Regions from separate parts of the Anser cygnoides genome. Here region 2 is linked to region 1. Evidence: chromatin contacts called from public Hi-C data. All regions are on one chromosome and are shown on one strand. Each heading gives the region's core, a stretch centred on a gene start, on an enhancer-like site or on the middle of the called end of the contact. The rest is flanking DNA. Distances are from core to core; before and after follow the strand shown. Region 1 holds the start of BTBD1 (BTB domain containing 1). Region 2 holds the start of WHAMM (WASP homolog associated with actin, golgi membranes and microtubules).

Evidence for each region. Hi-C and Micro-C count contacts between places; a contact is called where the count stands out from the background.
Region 2: a contact with region 1 is called in a Hi-C map of liver, with 1.7 times the contacts expected there. The contact joins the promoter of WHAMM here to the promoter of BTBD1 in region 1. A contact is called at or near these places in 2 of 7 Hi-C or Micro-C datasets (both in liver).

What each region holds. Positions count from the first base shown.
Region 1 is chr11:10,362,468-10,368,121 of Taihu_goose_T2T_genome, forward strand. It overlaps BTBD1 (BTB domain containing 1), which reads left to right and starts at 1,641. Exons shown (of 8, transcript XM_067003894.1): 1 at 1,641-2,126. The coding sequence starts at 1,678.
Region 2 is chr11:10,502,912-10,508,563 of Taihu_goose_T2T_genome, forward strand. WHAMM (WASP homolog associated with actin, golgi membranes and microtubules) reads right to left here and starts at 2,411. Exons shown (of 10, transcript XM_048071978.2): 1 at 1,838-2,411. The coding sequence starts at 2,380. It overlaps FSD2 (fibronectin type III and SPRY domain containing 2), which reads left to right and starts at 4,760. Exons shown (of 13, transcript XM_067004022.1): 1 at 4,760-5,102.

The DNA.
Region 1 (5,654 bases), core at 391-2,890:
TCTTGCAGCCTTGTTAACTTTCTCTAGTGTGTTAATGACAGCATGTTCACATTTTCACAGTTCTGTATAAGCAGGACAGTTGTGCCTGTTGGCTCCCAGTTGACAAGCTAACTTGTCAGTGTTCACAGTAAGGTAAAAGGAGAAAGACAACAATGCAGGAAACTCGTTAATGTCCAGATCATCCCATAACAAAAAAAAAATATATATATATATACTCCCAGACAACATTTTTTTTCTGTCCACGTTGTCACCATTTTCCTCTTTTTTTTTTTCTTTCCCCATTTTTAGTGACAAGTGATTCCTTTCATTTTTTAAAAACTCCCCCTAAAATGAGTTCTCAAGATGATCCTTTGGGGTTCCGCGGAATGGAAATGTTATGAGGCAGCAAAGCAGCAAGTTGTGGTATATCTCAGCTTCCTGAGCTTCCAGTCCCTAGGCTATCAGAGGGAATTTGGGCTTCTCCCCCTTTCCGCCCTTTGTCCACCTTGGGACAAGGAAAGTGCAAAGGTGCTAGCTTCGTTCTCCCAAGTCAGCAGCATGACTTTACTTTTAAATATAGCCTCAGTGCAAAGCTGCTTGCTGCTTTATGGTTGGTATACTATATCTTCTTGTGCCCTTTACCCCGCTGAAATTGCTTCCATCTTGCTTAAGGTTCTCTAAAATTCGTTCTGCGAAACAGACCACATTTGCTTGGTCTCAGTTTTGTCCTAATTATAAACCTAAACGCAGAGTGGTGACATATTATATTCCTCTTTTAGCCACATGTTTCCATAAATGCTGACAAGTCAGGAGCTATGATAAATAGCTTTCAGCTCCATAATTTACATTGCTGCTGCATTTACAGCAAAGCTCCAGCAGATGGCAAAAGGATCCGCCTTATTTTTCAGCTGACAGTGCCGGGTTTGACAGAACAGTGACAACGCAAACCTTTTCCTTCTTTTCCAGAAGCCACAAGCGTAGTAAAGTAAAGTAAAAAATAAAATAAAATAGATCCTATTTTTTCAGTATTTGCCGAATTAATTCACCACCTTAGTGACCTTAGACGACCATTCCCTGGTCCAAGGATGCTGAATTTGACGGCCACTGGTTTAGACAGAAAAAAATGTGCTATTAGATTCACCATTAGTAAGTTTTGCTTTGGTTCGTCTCCTCAGAAGTTTAAAGTGTCAGACATGAAGGCACACTTCAAATGGACTGCTTTTGTGTACAAATTTTAAGGTGCACATACCAACAGTCACTCATATTCTCAAGTTATTTCAGAAATAGTTAAAACGGGCATCCTTATTTGTGTTGAGTGTCATTATAAGGAACCAGGTGCTATAAAAACGAATTTGCGTTTCACATGCCTTAACCGGAGGGCCGTAACTTTTACTCAGTCACACACAGAAATAAATTTCCATGACTGCGCAGCTGCCTTTTGCCTCTTTACGGCCTAAGCCGACTCTCCCCGCTGGAACTGCATTCCCACTGCACGCGGGGACACCGCAGTCCCTCAGACAAGTGACAAAGTGACAGAAGTGACAGAAGGAGCGGGCAGACCGACCCCGCTCCCCTCAGCCGCCCGCGCGGCCGCCTGCCACCCACGGCCCCACAGGGAGCCTGCGCGGGGCGCATGCGCAGCGTTGCTGCCTGAGCGCCCGGCCCGGCGCGGCGCGGCGGGGCCCCCTCAGGGCGGCGATGGCGGCCGCCGGCGGCGGCGGTGGTGCGGGGGCTCCCGGGGAGGCGCCTCCCGCCGCTCCCGGTGCCGCTGCGGCCCCCTCCGCCGCCCCCGCCGTCCCCCCCGCCGCCCCCGAGAGCGGCGCGGTGCTGCAGCGGGAGCCGCTGTACAACTGGCAGGCTACCAAAGGCTCGCTGCGGGAGCGCTTCGCCTTCCTGTTCTCCAACGAGCTGCTGAGCGACGTGCACTTCGTGGTGGGCAAGGGCGGCCCCCGCGGGGGCTCGGGCGGCGGCGGCGGCGGCGGGGGGGCACCTCCCGGGCCCGGCCAGCAGCGCATCCCCGCCCACCGCTTCGTCCTGGCGGCCGGCAGCGCCGTCTTCGACGCGATGTTCAACGGCGGCATGGCCACCACCTCGGCCGAGATCGAGCTGCCCGACGTGGAGCCCGCCGCCTTCCTGGCGCTGCTCAGGTCGGGACGGGGGTGCTGCGAGGCCTGGGGGGGGGGGGGGGGGGGGTGCGTGAGGAGTGTGTGAAGGGGGGTGTGAGGTGGGTGTCCCCCCACACGGCGGCTGCCCCCCGCTCCGTCCGCTCAGCCTCGCCCAGGAGCTGCCGGGGGTCGGTTCCCCCCAGCCCCGTCCCGTTTGCTTCCCCCCCCCCCCCCCCGAGATGCCGGGGGGCCGCCCGGGCAGCCGGGGGCTGCACACAAGGTCACGGCGTCCTGCGCTGTGTTTCTGCCCTCCGCATCCCTTCCCCAGCAGAGGTGGCCTGGTTTTAGGTTCGGTGGCCCTGCAGGGTGGGGGGGGGGGGGGGGGGGGGGGGGCTCATTTGGCTTTTTGGTTTCGTCTTTTAATGAAGGTGGTGGGAATTGGTGGTTCAGCAATCTCCGGGTGTCGCAACCGCCCATCCACCTACTGATGGCTGAGACGGAACCGAGCCTGTACTGAGCTTTTAATTTCATTTGATAATTTACTTTGACGACTTACTCGTCTTGCAGTTCTCTCGTCTTTTTCAGCAGTGGTAGTGAACTGTGTCCCTTTACCAGAGAAACGCTTATTTCTCTGAAATGCAGTCACACATTTCAGATACTTTGGGTGGAGAGTGCAGCAGCTCGCAGTTAGCTAACTGAGCTTACACGCAAACCACCCAGGGGAGACCATGAGTGCAGTGGTGGGGAAAAAGTATGTAAAATGGGCTACTGATGTCTGATATCTGCTTAACCTTAAGATTATTTTTTTTACAAGAAACTCCTCTGCTAGGCATAATCGCTATAAAATGTATTAAACAGGTATCTGTAATGAACATTTTGAAAACAAATAATATAATTGCCCGGAAAGAAATCTGTAGTGTCTCAGAGCTTTCTGTAATGCAATAAGGGCCCAAATCTTAACAATTTTTTTGTTTTGAGGCCAAGAAGAATCAGGTAGTCCTTTTAGTAATCATGAAAACGGGAATTACAGCAACTGATTTTGCTTTAAAAAGTAAACAGCAGCAACTTGTCTGTGTTGCTCTTTAGCAAATAAACTGTATTTTCTGGTTTCTCAGCAAAGAGGGAGTGGCAAAAATGTAAGGTGAAGTGCTTGTGTAGCATGGTGGGAAGTGTCTTTCAAGCAAAAATTGTTACAAAGGTTAATAGCAAATGAATGAGACGTGTGTCTGTATACAGATATGGAAAAAATGCCAGACAGTGAAAAGTGGTTATAATGAGAGAAGTTTGTTTGGATCAAATATACAAATGCAGAAGCAGGAGGGTGAGAAGGGTAGTGTTTGAAAATTGTAGAAGTAAGCGAAGCAAACAAAAGCCACCTTGTGTCTGTAGAGCTGCTGGTACGTAAGGGCCAGGGCACTTGCATAAATAAATTGATTATACCTGTATCTGGTCTAAATATCACCAGACTGAAATGAAGTGTTTCAGGTTTGACGTATGTATGAAATAGTTGGCAGCTTTTTAGAACTTTCTCGTGTATTATAGATACGTATTTAGAGTGAACTTGTTCCAACTACAAGGCCTCAAAAGAGTCCTGTATTGTTATTTTTCTGTTACTACCTCCCTAGGTCAGGAGCAGGTAACCTGCACGCCTGCTGCCTTCCTTGGATGAGGTAGCATCCCTTCAAGCTCCCTCTTCATAATCAAACCCTGATATGTGTACACCGAGCTTATAATGGAATAAGTATAAATTGCAACACCTTGTCAGAAACATATCTAAGGAGAATTTCTTTAGTACAGACTAATACTAGACTTCTTCCATGCTCCTATACACGGTTTTTAAAGTACCCCAACTATAGGACAGCCTGTTTGTTTTTTTCGTGAATTGCACCTTGCATTGTTGGCCTCTTATCTGTGGTTAGTAAATTGGTCAGGTAACAATGGTTGCATTTTATAGGGCCCCTCCTTAATCTTTGCAAAGACCAATTTGAAGTGTAATGGCTAGGAATTGAGTTGAGACATTTATATATTTGTAACAAATGAACATCAAGATAAAAGAAATATTAAAGTGATGAGAAAACCTTTAGAGATAATTTACTAATTACTTAACATTCCACAGCTAATTTCTGGTTTTATTTACATATGTCTTTTGTTATGTTCTATCTATAGTTATGTTTCTTAAAGATCTATTGACCAATGCTTCTTATAGTGTAAAGCCAAAGGAAGAAATGTTTGTGATGAAAAAAGTTCAGATTCTCTTAAATTCATTCCACGTCCAATGAGATGGAGTGGTGTTTCCCTGTCCTGTGATGTAAATGTTCCTCGGTGTTAGTGCTGTGTTACAAAATAGATTGTAGATTGAATGAGATTTATGGGGAAGAAAAAAGGATCTAGATACTGAACATTTTAAACATCAGATAGTCACAAAGTTAATGTGACATCTCTCTCTTTCAATTTTTCTTTTGGGTATATTCATATCCTATTTTAAATTGGCTGCAATTGTTTCTATTTGATGATCAGCCTCTAAAATACTGAATTTTTAGAGTTAAGTCATTTAAAAATAATGAACTGAATCTTTAATTGATAGTACTGCTTAATTTCAGTAATAAATTCTAGGGTTTCTTTTTCTTTTTTTCCTTCCCCTTGAGAAATTTAGGTAGTTCTCCTTGTCTGTTGGCTAAAATCTTGACTGTAAAGATGGCGAAAAGGGAGACTGAGAACTGACTGGGCAAGGAGCAAGAACATTCATAGAAAATAATTGGCTGAGCTCAAAGACGTAGAAATGACTGGTGTGTGTTTTGGCTTGCCACCCAGTATTCCTTTTGCCTGAAGAGTTTTCAAATGTGAGCCAGAGAAGCTTTTTTAAAGCAGCTGACTACTTCAGTAATTTGTCAGATAAATCCCGAAGAAGTGAAGTAATGTGAGTCCCAAAGTTTGAATCTGCTTTCTCTAATTCACAATTAATAAACCTTTTTTCTGTATGTTTCGAACTGCACAGATTGAATTGCAGTGATCCAGGACATTGAAGTGGACTTGTAGTAGGGTTCTGTGGTGTAGAGTTTGGTTTGTAGTCAGATTATTTTGTTTGTTTCCATTCACATACATTTTAAAACAATTTAACTTATCCTTTGGTCGGAGTGTAAAGGAAAGTGACAACATGACACCAATTTAGCAGTCCATTTTCCAAATGTCTTTGCAGAGGACTTTGGCAAGCAGTAAAACGAGGGTTAATCATGACCAACTGGAAGAAGACTCCTGTGTTTTTTAGAGTGGTGAAAACACTTCAACTGTTGGGAAGATGCTGGGACTAGGGTGTAAGGAAGTGCTAACCCGAGAGTAAAGAAGTCATGTAAAAATTGAATGCTTAGGCAAAATGAATGATGAAGTGGTCACTTGGAAAATTGTTTGTTCGGGTCACTAAAAGTGGTCTATGCACCCATCTGCCATCCTGGATGGCAGTACAACTGGTCAGTATCTAAAGTGCAGGTCGTTTTCTGTAAGTCTCCAGAGGAGGGAGGAGGGGAAGTGATCATGAGCCCCGCTGGGTTGAGTGGAGGCAGAGCAGAGGTATGA
Region 2 (5,652 bases), core at 1,161-3,660, 140 kb after region 1:
CAGGCACATCAGGAATTCCAGTAGCTGCGTGCAGGTGACTTGGTCACTGCTTTTTGGAAACATGAGTGGTAAATGGGAATTCTGCAGACTGGAAGGACAAGGAAAGTATTCTTAAACTAGTTTTTGCATCTCTTCCACAATTACTGAATGCCTGCTAATGAGTTTCTGGATCCCAAATTTCATACTTGGCAATGGAAACACCAGACTGCCATCTAAAAATAATAATTCAGAACCAGATTCCTACTCATGATATAACCTGCAGTTAAGTTCCTTTATCATTTGCACAATTTGTGATAGCTTTCTCTAATCTCAGTCCTAGCAATATTACTATGTAACCTGTAATTCTTCCAGTGAATGACTCTCTTTCTGACACATCAGTCCCCATCTGAGATCTTTATCTGCTCCTTTGACAAAAACGAAGTTGGGAGCTTCCCCTCAATTACTTGTGCTTATTGGCACCAATCAAAACTTCAAAAACCTTTCTTTGACAGCAGCTGCCAGAGACCACGGCGCACTACACACCAGGACACGGTGAGCCAGCTGGAGGAGCACAGCTGAGCTCCGCTGAGGAACACAGACCTTCCTGAAAGGACACTGCTTGCTCTACAGCTCCTTACGGGAAGGGAACAGTGGGTGCTTGGTGCTACAAGTGGGGGAAAAAAGCCTCAGAAACATGGGCTTGATTGTGCCTCGACTGAAAAGCACTAGAATTAAACTATCACCTTTGCTTTTGCCCACTGGGTCTGGGTAAGAAAGATCGCAGCAGCAAGAGTCCCAGCTGCAGAGCAACCTCCCCAGGGAAGGTCTGTAGAAGCAAGCTCAAGGGCACTGCCTGCCCATCCCCTCCCCAGGCCCAGTGCATTGGAACGAAAGGATATTAACTGCAGCATTTCTGGTAATCCCAGAAGTCCTGTGGCCCCTCACACATTTCCAGGAGCCCACGGTAGCTCACAGCCCCAGGGCTCACCTGTAGCAGTTTACCAAACACACACAGCATCAATGCCTAACAGAAACACAGCGGTTCACTTTCTGGTTCCCCTAGTCCAGCAAGCAGTGAGGGTCATGCTGCTCCTGGAGGATGTTTATAGTGCACAAAGGGAAATTATTTGTGAAATGCACAAGTCACCTGCTGGGAAAGGAGGAGCTTATGGTACCAAAGGGAGAAAGGGCTAACAATTAGTTCATACAACCATCAGGCCAGACTTTGGCACTTAAGAACTCTGACCACAAAACACCTATCTGGCATAGGCCCGCAGCTTGGCTTGGTTTTAATGAATAACTTGACCAAGAAGCCCCCAGTGAAAGGCATCACTGCAAAGAGGCTGACACCTTCATAAAGAGGTTAGAGAGCTATGGCACGATTGTACTTTCACTTCTGGTTGTCATTCCACTCAGTGCACAACACCGCTGGATATTTTTAGCGACGTGTTCTTGTTGGAGCACTTGCAGCTTAAGCAAGCCCCCAATGCCTTACACTCGCTGCCGGCTGAGCTGGGTTATTCCCCACTTAATAAAGCCAGGCTTGCACAGAGCGAGGACGCTGTACTTGAGAGCGCCGCCTTACTGGTTCCTGGGCACCCGAAGTGTTTGTGTAAGCACTCAGCCGAGCGCTGGGCAGGCCCAGGAGCAGGACGACATTACAGACACCCCCTCGCTCCCTCCCACCACCCCATCGTCAGCTGGAGCACCCAAGGCTCCTGCAGCTGAGCACCACGCCCGACCCCAAGGCTCCACCACCGGGGTACGAGCACCGGCGAGCCCCGCTCGGGGCCACCCCGTGCCGGGAAGCGGCGGCCCCGCTGTCCCGATCCCCTTCCCACCCCCGTGGGGCCCGTACCCGCCGCAGGGCCTCCTTGGCCCGGGCCAGGTGCCCTCGCAGGGCCCTCCCGCGGAGCTCGCGGAGGCTCTCGAAGTACTCCTCGTCGCGGGGCCGCTCGGCGGCGAAGAGGGCGTCCAGCAGCACGCCGCCGCCGCACAGCTCCAGGGCCCAGCCCAGGTAGCGCTCCAGCGCCCGGCACAGCTCCTGCGCCTCCGCCTCGTCCGGCGCCGGGGCGCCGCCGGGGAACAGCACGGCCCAGAGCCCGCCGGCGGAGCGGGGCAGGGCGGGGAAGGCGGGCTCCAGGCGCGGGCACACGGCCGCCAGCTGCCGGTGGACGCCGCGCAGGGCCGGCGCCGAGAAGAGCCCGGCCCAGCTCCGCGGGGCTTCTTCCCCCTCCTCCGCCGCCGCCCCCGCCCGGCCGTGGCAGGTGACGGCGAACGCGTCCTCCGCGGCGTTCCAGCCCACCAGGAAGCGGAGCCGCGGCGGCGGCTGCGGCGGGGCGAAGGCGGTGTCGCGCACGGCCACCCAGCCCTCCAGGCTGTCCGCCCCGGGCTCCGCCATGGCGCCGCGGGGCCCGCCGGAACCCGGCCCCGGCCGCCTTAACCAGGGGCGGTGCACGGCGCGCCGCTCCCATTGGCGGGGCGCCGCGAGGGGGCGGGGACTAACGGGGTGTGGGGGGGGGGCTACGGGGAGTGTGGGCGGGAACTCCGCGGGGTGGGCGGGGCTTCGGGGGTGGGCGGGGCGAGCGGCGCCTCACGCAGCGGAGTGGAAATAAATAAATAATGGCGGGCGAAGGGCTGGGGAGTGAGGGCTGAGGGATAGGCGTGTATGAAGGCACGGTGTGTGGAAAAAACCACATAGAATCGTTACGGTTGGAAAAGACCTTCAAGTTCATCTGGTCCAACTGTCCCGCTACCACCAAGATCACCCACTAAGCCATGTCCCTAAGCACCACATCCAACCTTTCCTTGAACACCACCAGGGACAGTGACTTCACCAGCTCCCTGGGCAACCCGTTACAATGCTCTGACTACTCTCTTATTTTTATTAATTATTTAAAATAATAATAATAATTTATATTATTTATTATTTATATTATTTAATACTAATTATTATTTAATAATATTTATTATTATTTTACTATTATTTTATTAAATAAAAATAATGATAAGAAAGTTGTTTTTTTTCGTGAAAAGCAGCGGGCAGAACACATCAGCCAAGTGCGAGGCAGCACCACCACCTTCCCTCAGGGAGAGGGGAGCAGGTCGCACCTCAGGGGCCGCCGCCATCTCCCTGCACCTCTGTGGTGTCAGTTGTTCACTGCCCTGGCCACAGCCACAGAAAGCCGCCGTGTGCCAGCAGTCTTCTTTCTCTACAGCCACCATCCCCCAAATCTCTCTTCTTTTCTTCACCAACACAACCCCACACTCCTTCCCTGAGGTGCAAAATTTGAGGCGCCCAGTGGCTGAGGCCACACACCGCCTCTCCACACTGAGGCTGCCCTGGGCGGGCTCCCCGCTCCTGTGCAGGCTGGCAACTCTGGGGGTTTGTCTAAATCCAGTCCCAAAAGATGGTCCCCCAATACTGGAGTGCCAAATGAGGCCAGGTCCTGTAGAGGATTGCTCCTCAGCCTCGCAAATACCCCACCCTTTCTTGGCAGTTGAATGACTTCAGGAGGATGGCAGCGTGCATTGGCCTGCTCCAAGAAGGCCCCATGAAAGGACCTGCAGGCCTCGGAGGGGAGCGGGAAGTGAAGCGGCTTTTTGTCTAGCACATATCTCTCATTCTGGCATTGCGTGCAAGGCTGAATTTAATTTACGGTAAACAAAATGCTATGTGCTAGTCTTTGGAAGTAAAGCTGACACTACTAGTTTTTCAACAGATGAAGGCCTGTGAGATTTTGTAGATGAACAGCACAGAGGCATAAATAAGTTCCCATCTGAAAAATTAATAAAATCTGTCTGACAGCATAAATGTTAACATTCCTGCAAAGGCGACATCAGTTACGTGAAAACATCATTTCTGCTCTGATCTCACAGATGATAGAGGCACTGTCAGCAGTAATGAGATCATGACTACATGGATAATTAACTTGTAATTCCTTTCTGAAACAGCAAACAATTGCATGGCTAGAAATGTGAGGAAATGACACGAAGTTTAATTGGAATGGAGGAAAACGCAGAGCTCTGTCAAGATGCAATAGACATTTCCTATTGCACTGTCTCCTGAGCTCAAGATGTATACACCGCAGTGTTCTCAAACACACTTAAAAGTCTGCCAGCAAGGTTAGCTCTCCAGCAAGTTCACAAGCAGAAGGTTTTGTATTCTGGACAACTGCAAGGGTTGTGGATTGCAGTGGGTACATAGAGCTCAAGTAATCGCAGTAATCACAATAATCAGTAATAATATATGTCTTATTTTTTATTGGGTGAACCGCTACTGAGCATAGACTGAAGTGTTACGTGCCTGTGAAAACCCTCCCCTGGCTTGGCCATTAGCCATTTTCTTCACTATAAATAGCTTTACAAAGGTCCAGCATACACATATGGGGTTTGGATGATGTACATGTGCAGGTGTATGGAACACTATGATTTCTGTGTTTTTCTAAATTCTGGTGGTTTTTCGATTTTCTTAGATATGTTGTCTAGACTCTGATCTTGATTCCAACTCTAATCAGTAGTAAAGTTTCTGCTCATTTAATACAGACTTTTGCAAAGGGCAGCACACACTTACATTTAACTGTTCAGCAATGCTGTATGCATCTGTCTATCTGTTTGAGTTGGTTTGTGCAGAGTGCACAGTCTGTGTATCTGACACAAGATAACCTGCCTAGAACCACAGCCTTGGAAATCATATCTAGAGTCAGTGACTGCACTCTGCTGGGTTTATTAATACCAGCTCAGAAACTGAGAGGGTGCTCTGGCTTTAGCAGGGGGTGTGTACGCATGTTCCAAGTACTCCAGGTCCAGGAATCACACGGAACCTTCAGAGCTGTTTCTCAGTAGATGGCATTCATCCTGGTGACACTCAAGTAGCATGCTGCTGAAGGACAGCCGGGGCACATCTATATTTGTGCCATTGCTCATTGCTGGCATGTCCCTATCTGAGGAAAGAGGCGGTCTAGGGTTACTGCAATAAGTCTTCCAACTGCAGTCGTAGGAAAGTGGCAGGGAATTGCGTTTGTGTGAATTAATTTTTACTAGGGGAAATAAATGTGAAGTTTGATGTCATCTGAGCTATCAGAAGAATTTATGACGTCTTAAGATAGAAGGCAAGTTTTTAGGTAGTAACATTGTTTGCTGTATATTTCTGATAATTGACGGTGACGGACTTAAACATTCTTCACTGTAATTGTATCTGTCTCTGTAAACTGAGTAAACACATAATCTGAAAATCTTATTTAGGCAGCAGGGTTCCAGACAAGCTTAATTATGCTCATTCTAATTTATGTAATTTAATTTCATTTTGGTAGGAGAAATATTTGTTAATTCACTTTTCTAGTTAGTAGTAGCTTCTAAGGGAAGCCTTGTTGTTACAATTATGGGAAAAAAAGTCTTTCGGGGAGCCAGACAACATTTTCTGGTATGTTTCAAGACGTTTTCTCTGTTTAATATGTTAGAATTTGCATGATTTATTTTATCACCTTTACCATAAATAGTATTTCTGCATAACGTCAGTGTTTTTTATCCAGTAAGATATTGCTAGCTCTAGAATTCACATTCATGTTTGCAGTGCTAGAAGACAACGGTGAACTTCTTTGTGTGCTTTCTTACAGCCCCAGGAGGCTGGACTGCTTTCAGTCATTGATATCAAACCGGAGAGTGGAAAGTTTC